3 separate regions of the Mus musculus genome follow, and regions 1 and 3 are each linked to region 2. A link is a contact called in public HiCAR-type and promoter capture Hi-C data. All regions are on one chromosome and are shown on one strand. The core of a region is the stretch at or near the end of the contact, and the rest is flanking DNA. Distances in the headings are between cores, read along the strand shown. Region 1 holds the start of Nell1 (NEL-like 1). Region 2 holds the start of Svip (small VCP/p97-interacting protein). Region 3 holds the start of Luzp2 (leucine zipper protein 2).

Evidence for each region. Promoter capture Hi-C pulls out the DNA fragments that hold promoters and counts their contacts. HiCAR-type assays count read pairs that join an accessible place to other places.
Region 1: a contact with region 2 is called in a HiCAR-type map of astrocytes, with 6 times the contacts expected there. The contact joins the promoter of Nell1 here to the promoter of Svip in region 2. A contact is called at or near these places in 3 of 39 promoter capture datasets (cranial neural crest, hippocampal neurons and pre-B cells) and 1 of 115 datasets of contacts at active chromatin or transcription factors (astrocytes).
Region 3: a contact with region 2 is called in a promoter capture Hi-C map of second pharyngeal arch cranial neural crest. The contact joins the promoter of Luzp2 here to the promoter of Svip in region 2. A contact is called at or near these places in 5 of 39 promoter capture datasets (cranial neural crest, frontonasal cranial neural crest, maxillary cranial neural crest and 2 more) and 1 of 115 datasets of contacts at active chromatin or transcription factors (astrocytes).

The regions. Positions count from the first base shown.
Region 1 is chr7:49,974,099-49,976,798 of GRCm38.p6, forward strand. It overlaps Nell1 (NEL-like 1), which reads left to right and starts at 1,252. Exons shown (of 20, transcript NM_001037906.2): 1 at 1,252-1,345. The coding sequence starts at 1,291.
Region 2 is chr7:52,004,575-52,007,274 of GRCm38.p6, forward strand. It overlaps Svip (small VCP/p97-interacting protein), which reads right to left and starts at 1,444. Exons shown (of 4, transcript NM_001160345.1): 1 at 1,164-1,444. The coding sequence starts at 1,217.
Region 3 is chr7:54,833,908-54,836,607 of GRCm38.p6, forward strand. Luzp2 (leucine zipper protein 2) reads left to right here and starts at 1,338. Exons shown (of 12, transcript NM_178705.5): 1 at 1,338-2,113. The coding sequence starts at 2,052.

The DNA of each region.
Region 1 (2,700 bases), core at 2-2,501, 2.0 Mb before region 2:
TCTGGGAGGTTGTTATGAGTTTAAGTATCTCAGAGTAGTATTGGATGTTGGGGGAAGCTGGAGCCATAGATGGAGCCACAGGACAAGCTGGGGTGCGGGAGGCTTCGAGTCACATGGCATGAACATGTAAGCTGGAGGTACTGACCTTTCAGGTTCTGTGACTGCATCATCTCTAGATAGACTGAAGCACACAGTACAGGGACCCTAGCGGGGCGGCCCCAGTAGCAGAGGGTACACTAGACAGGAGAGACTCCTCTGCTTGTCCACTGGTCGCCAGCAAAGCCCAGCTTTTCTCTCTACAGAATGGTGTTCCAGTAGGGGTTTCCAAAGAAAGGAGAGAGAGAGAGAGAGAGAGAGAGAGAGAGAGAGAGAGAGAGAGAGAGAGAGAGACCGAGACCTAAACAGCGGGTTTTGGAGAAAACCATCCAGAAAGTCACACAACAGCCAAAAAAAAAAAAAAAAAAAAAAAAAAAAGGTTTAGAAGGTTTAGAACTTCCCCTATGTGGCAGCATTTGGCCTGTAGAACGAAGCTAGCAAACACTTCTTAAATTCGAGCCATAGATTGCTCTAAGCTCAGGGACTCCCACCTCAACACCCTCAACCAGCACTCTTAAAAGCTAGTATCCAGTCACAAGAGCCTTTGGCTGGGACTAGACAGCAAGTACAGGTGGCGGTTGGGGACTCAGGCATCATCCGTCCCCTGCCCCCTCCTCCGCCCCCACCTGCTCCTCCCCACCCACTTGCTGGAGCGAATCGGTAGTAGTTATTTCCCAAGGAGGTGCTGGGAGCACTTCTCGACACCGCCTAGGTCTGGTTCCCCTAGGGAACAAAACCCACGCACGCAGGCTGGGCGGCTTCGGACCCGGCCTGGATGAACTGTTGCAACTTGGGCAGCCCGCAGCGCGGCGCAGTGGCAGAGGCGGGGGCGTGAAGCCGTGAGGCGCGGGTAGCCGGGATCCTTGCATCTCCGGAGTCCAGGAGGCGAGCGGAATCCGCACAGACTCCCAGGGCAACCTGCGGGAGTGGCGGAGCCCCGCGCTCCCGCCCTAGCTCAGGGGGAGCGCAGCTGCAGCAGGGTTTAGGGCCCCAGCCCCGTGCCACCGCCACCCGCGGTGGAGGGTGGGCTGGGGGCGGGGCAGTCGGGGTTGCTTTCCCGGGCGCCGCCGAGCCACCTCCCCTGCCGCCCGCTAGTAAGTTTGGCCGCTTCGAGCCCACAGAGCCGCGGCTTTCTGAAGCATTGGTTTCTTGCTGGCGTTGGTGCGCCCTGCTTGGCGGGGGGCCTCCGGAGCGATGCCGATGGATGTGATTTTAGTTTTGTGGTTCTGTGTGTGCACCGCCAGGACAGGTAAGCAAGGCTGGGCATTAAGCGGGATTTGGGGGAAGGTGGTGGTGATGATAGTGCTGCTCCCGACTGCTGTAACCCGGGATTACTCTGTCTAGGAGAGACTCGGAACCTATCTCTGACGGGCTAGAGAAGGGCAGCAGAGTGCTTGGGTTCTGATTGCCCAGCACAGCTCGGGGTAAAAGCGCTAGAAAAGATGCCCGGGCGAGTGTTCTCTTCCCCGGGGACGCAGCAGCGGGCATTCAGTATGCGGGGTGCGGCCGGGTGGTCGCAGCCTTGTGTGGCTAGCAAGCAGCTTCCCGGTTCTAAGGAGTCAGAACCCGCTGCAGCGTGGCCAGAGATCCTACATCCTTGAACTTGCAGGGTGCGGTGGCCAAGGGTGTCCCCGAGCCGCGGGAGTTCCACCCGCAGAGGGAGCGCGTGCGGCAGGCAGGCGCGGCCAGAGCCGGGGGAGCCAGACGGCGCACGGGAGAGGGCTGCGAGGAAAGGGGGGACCCGCGAGCTCTTCCGTGGTTCCCACATGGCTCCCAGAGGGAACTCCAGGAGTGGTCTCCTGTCAGCTCCCTGCCCAAACAACTAAGCGAACAATTATTAGGAGGTAAATTGGACCAGTGGAGACGACAGAAGATTTTCTCAACCTCTAAACCGTGTTCCTCCTGCTGTCATCCAAGATTGTGGGGTGGGACCCGGGGCCAAGGAAACTGGCCTGATGACCAAGTCCCTATAGAATCTGCCTGCTGGAGGTGCGGTTGTGATGACCCTGAGGCGCACTCCACTCTTTCCTCTTCCACGGGGTTCCCTGACTCCGGGTCCCTGGGGTTCAAGAATGTAGCCTACTTCACCAAGCTTGCAGTAGTTGTCAGGAGGCAGGGGCGGGGTTAGGAAGGGTAGGAAGCAGATCAACAAGGCAGACAGGGGAAGAGATAGTTCTTGGTAGCCAGACATCAGATTCATTGCCCACAGACTTCGGATCCCTAGAATGGACGCATAGGCATTCCCTGTCCCCATGTCGGCGGCCCTCCAGTACCTTCATTCCCCACTCTAGAGGTTCAGTCTCCTTCCCAAGCCAGACAGCTGGTTTACGTTTAGAGGACTGAGGAACACACCCCTTCTTTAGTCGACTTAAAAAGTTCCCATCCCTTATGCCCCAGACTCCCCACTTTGGCAGGCAGTTAGGGGTCTGTGAGCTTCTAGCCTCCCCTCCCTTACTTCCCAGGACCGAAGTGGACTAAGGTTTTCCTTTGCCTAATCCCAGTGAGACGGGGAAACCTTTCTCTAGGGACAAAAGAACCTGAGTGTCTTTCCGGAACTCCCTTCGCAGCCAATAGACCCAAGGCTAAGTGGCGCTTACTACAGTT
Region 2 (2,700 bases), core at 194-2,693:
TGAACCATGGGGAAGAGAAAGTCAGAGGCTCTTGTCCCATCTCTGGGACACATGGTATTTTTCTATGCCCTTTACTTCTCATGTGTAAAGTCTTTAAATACACTGAGACAATGAATAGCATTCTCTTGGGATGTAGTTTTAGCCATTCCTTCTCCGCCAAGTGCACACATTCGTCCATCACAATGATTGCTGCCAATTTTTCTAAGAACACAGCAACGAAATGCAGACATCCATGCATACAAAGCTTGAGTTTTGATTAGTGTGTGGAAACAAATGTAAGCAAATACACAAACATGCATCTGATGGGAGTAATTACCCAGGAAGAGATATAATAACCATGGTAGATAAGGAATAGGAGGGAGGTTTCTAGAGCATGTTTATTTAGGTGGTCAGAGAAATTGTAGGTGTTAAGTGAAATACACCGGTGGGCCCTATGGCTAAGGGCAGAGAATGGGAGGAGAGATGCCTTAACAAATGCTAGCAGAATAATATTTTTTCTCATGAGCTAAACAAAATTAATAGCATTTTAAAACAATAGCAGTCATAAAGGCAAGTTGAACTTCCTCACATCTACTAAACAGTCACTTTAGTGTCTATAACCTAGTGGCTAAGATATTATTAATATACTTCCCTAAATCTCTCATTTCTTCAACTAATCTTTGGCTACCCTGAGAACCGATGTTGAGACCAAGTTAGATTGTCATATTATCAAGTACGGGTAAAGGATATTAAAGTAAGTATACTCTTACTGCATAAGGCCTGCTTGGATTCGAATATCAAAAAAAATAAAATGCCTGTCTTCACATAAAATTATCCCAAACACAGCACTACTAGGAATCTACACGTAAACGTATTGCTTGTTTATGTGGGATTTAAACCTGGGCTTCAAACCGGCTGTTAAAACTGAGCAAAGGGAAGGCGCGGGTTAATTATCCTCTAAATGGCGAGAGGAGCGGCGCGTCCCGGACCTTCTAGGTACAGCTGGTACAGACAAGAGAAGAGACACATGTCTGGAGCAGCCACTGAAAACAGCAGCTCCAACCTATGCCATCCGAGGAGGGTCCTTAGGGGAGGGTCAGGAGGCCCAGCAGGTGCACCTTCCCTCCGACTGCACTGCAACGGCCGCCGCGTGCAAGACTTGCACGGGGAGGCCGTCTACTCACCGGGCTCGGGGATGGTGGTGCGGACTCCGCGGGACAAGGGAAGCACAGCCCCATGGGGACGCAGGCACCCAGGGCCGGGAACCCGAATCCTCGCTGGGGGCTGCAGCAGGCCCCGCCCAGGAGCAAACCCCGCCCCCACCTGACCTGCTGCAAAGCTCCGCCCCGCGCCAGGACCTGCCCCGCAGTAAGACCCACCCCATCTGAGGCGCAAGCGCCCCTCCCCCTCCTCCTCGCCCCCCCTCCCCCGCGAACACCACCACAAGCTCCGCCCAATTTCAAGCCCCACCCCTGTCCTGCCCTTGGCAGACCCCACCCTACCCGCCCTAGCAACAAGCCTTGTCCCTCCAGGCCTGCGGCAAGCCCCGCCCCCAGGGCGAACCTGCTTCGCCCGACCCGGCGGCAATCCTCTTTCATCCGGTCCAACATCAAGTCCCGCCTCCTCCACAAATCCCACCCAATAGGGTTTAACAGCAACCCAACCAAGGGGTTTCTCTCTTGAACCTTGAAGCCTCCCTATGGCAACGCCCCACCCATCTGCGGCAAGCCCCGCCCCTTCAGTAGTGCTACACCTGATCCACCCTTTAGCTGTCAGCCAGCTCCTCCAAATGAAACGCCCCACTCCCACCCCGTTTTCACACACAACCCCACCCTCCCACTCCCATCAAGACTCAAAATTCCACTCTCATTGCCCCGCTGATTAAGCACTTTCTGCGGCTGTGCGGAGCCCTGGCCATTCTAGGAGCTCTGCGCAAGCGTACTGGGCATGGGTAGGCACCTGTTGAATCCGCGCTAGGGAAAGAAGGAATTCTGGCCCTTGACACTCAGAAACCAGCATTTCAAGGGTGCTGTCTGCTACCTTGTTGGTATTTTAGTGAGGTCAGTACTGTGTCTCTGAGATGGCAGGATGGGAAAACTGCCACATAATCCCGTCTCAGAGGTAGCTCCTTGCTATCCACGTTTTCCGCTTAGGGACAACGAAAAAGTGCACCCAGAAAAACTTGAGTGAAGTGCGGCTCAGATTTTAATGACAGTAAGACTATTGTTTTCTCTTTCCTTCCTCTTCCTTCTTTCTCTCCGGTTCTATATCTCTTGTCACTTCGTGGATGGCCACTCACTCATACTACATTCAAGTGGACAAATCCTTCCATTTCCTTTTGATAAGCACACAGAAACTATTATTTGAAGTTGCTGTGCTTCAAAATAGTACATATGTATTTCATATTTCTATATTTCTATTTCTTATAAACGTGTGAAAATTTACCCCCAATTATCCACTCGGAATTTTGAGTTTTTTTCATTTTCAAGAAATTTCACATTTGTTAGTGTCATGTTTTGATAATTACAAAACACAATTAACAGAAAGTCATCTTAGGTGTAAGATTACTGATTTCTTTTTTCCTTTAGCTTGACCAAACTCCGATTTCTTTCTGATTGCCTCCCTATTCTTAAAGTTTTTACATTAGAAATCTTTCAATTTTAAATATTCCTCTGCCTTTTAAGATGTTCTTCTCCTGGCCTCTTAGCACTTTTATAACCC
Region 3 (2,700 bases), core at 88-2,587, 2.8 Mb after region 2:
AATGGAGATGACCACACTGGGTTCATGTGGTGATGACGTTAAAATACTTAATCCTAACTTTTTATATGAGTAAAAATGCATTCTTCAAATGAGTGTTATTTCCTGCTATACACATTTTTTTTGTTATTATTACAAAGGGGCATGCCCTTATTAGTATGCAACTTACTTTATCATCTTTAAAAATAAGAAGAACAGCACCCAAGCAGCTGATACAGGAGGATTGCTGCACATTTGAGGTTTGACTGGGCTACATAGCAGAACAAAACAAGACCCCATGGAGATCTCCTTCTTGAATTCCAGGGTCTAGGTTTTCATAGTGCTGTTGTTTTGTTTTTTTGTTTTGTTTTGTTTTTCCTTCCAAAAGACAAACAGTGGAGAAAGGAGCTGGTTTGTGTCTGTTGTGGATTTTACTACTGCAAAAAGGATTGATATCCTTGAAAACATTAATACTCCTATTCTGATTGCTTGAGATTCTTACAGTAAAGTTCTTCAGTAGGTGTGTCCTTAAATTAAACTTCATCAAGAAGAAAACTGGAACAAACTGGAACAAAACAGTAATTAGAAGGTTAATGCCCTGCCCCCCCCCCTTTAGAGTCTGGTAACAAATACATCGTTTTATATATCTACAAATATGTCTTCAATTCTGAGTTTATCTCTGATTCTTATTTAAAATGTTACTTATATGAATTGCCTGGGCAGAACAGAGACCATCAACTAAACAGTTGGGATGGCACCTGCTGACCCTAGGTCTTCCCTCTAGGTCTTCCATGTGCTTGATTCTTTAGTGTAGACCCACTTCAAGTGTGAAGTTCATTGCAGCAGCAAGGTTGCCTTAGGACTGGGGACAACTAAAGAAAAGTCCAGTCCAGATAATGTTGATCCTTGCTTTCATCACATATGTGGTAGGAAAACTGTAATGTTTAGTTTAGTACAGTGATTCTTGAGAGAACTGTCATACACACTTTCTTTTAACACACACACAGAGAGACACAGACACACACTCACACACATACAGCATGGTGTAAAGATCCCAGAGTTTCAGATCTCTGATCTCTGTAGGTGGTCAGCCTCTCTTCTTGAATTTTGAGATTTTGCAAAATGGTAGATTTCGTTAAAGTTGTAGTATTTCCCTTTTCTGATTAGAATTCCTACAAAAGGGCTTGTTAAACATTGGTTACTTGATATACAACATTTAGAAACTACAGAGAATACTCCTACCATTTAATTAATGACCAATGTCTCTGCGCTCTTGCTTAAGATTTTTCCCCCCTCAGGAAAACGACCCTTGAAGGTGTATGAACTCTGGCTGCCAGCTGCACACACTTGAGTAGCTGACAGACGCAAAGGCCAAAAGAGAGGAAGATCCAGACGCACCAGAACCCAGAGCCGCGGACTTTGTGTTGGTTCTGGTCCCTTTCTACGCTAGAGACCACTAACTCATCTGGGTATCGGGCTTCTGGTCTGCATGGGCTGCTGCTCCACTCTATCTGCAGCAAGCAAGCCATTATGCCTCTAATCAGAGCAGTATTTTAAGCTTACTCTCCAAGCAACAAAAAGCAAGCTGGTGAGAGACGCCTGCTCTGGACCCTAAAGAGTCTGGAGTCCTTCCCAGCGAATTGTCTCTCACCCTGCGGAGCACGCCAGCTCAATTACTGGAGAAAGAGGTTGGTCCTTGCCACCGCCCTCCCCTCCTGTCTTCAGTAGGAGCGGGGAAGAGGAGATCCGCTCCAGTGCGCACGGGAGTGACCAAGTACAGCTGCCTACTAGGGCAGCGACCTGGACGCGGGTCCTTTCCTCCTCCAGCGGCTACACCCGCCCTGTGCGCCTTGAACACGGCGCGCTGGACCATCCCGGCAGGGCTCCGGGGTGACATCACTCCTGAAGATACTCGCACTCTGGTCCTTGTCTTTACAAAGCCTCTATCCGTGTCTTTGTGGGTCTCAGGAGAGGGCTCCGGGCTTCGGGGAAAGAGAGCAGGACACTGAACAGCAACTGACCGGAGGAAGCAAAAGAGCAGAGTCCAGCGAAGGAGTACCCGAGCTGGCGGCGACATGAAATTCAACGCTGCACACTACCTGCTGCCCCTGCTGCCTGCACTCGTCCTCAGCACCAGGTGAGTCCAGGAGCATGAGGCCCCAAGCCAGCAGGCTGCGCTCCTCCGGGGAGAGGCACCTCCCACTTAAGCAAGATGCTAGCTGAGTGATTAAGATTCAGAATCCTTGGATAGAGCAGAGACCTTTATAGTTCCCTTAGTATCATGGAAAAAAAAGTACCTCGGTTGCTTCCTTTCAGGGACCGAGAGCTTCCCTTCAAAGAACAAGGAACCTTCCCGTCCCCAACTCCCGTGGAGCCCCGTAATCAGGAACAGAGAACAAGCAGAAGTAGGACAACATAGAGGAAGTAGGGAGAGAAGGGATTTTACCCCAGAGTGCCTGTTTACAATAGACCCCTCCAAGTAATGTCCCCTCTTAGGGAATTTAGGCCCCCCCGTGAAGCATATTCTAACGTTCAGGGAGCCAGAGAAAGCTAAGACTTGTGCAGTAGTCCCCAAACTCCTCCGGTGACCGTGGCCTGACTGAGGTCTTGAGTGGGCTTGGTGGCAGGTGACTTACTTTGGCTGTGTTTTGAGCAGGCTTCAGATTTAAAGTTACAAGACAGTACTGAAGCAGAAAAGAACCTAGTTGGGAACAATCGGGCACT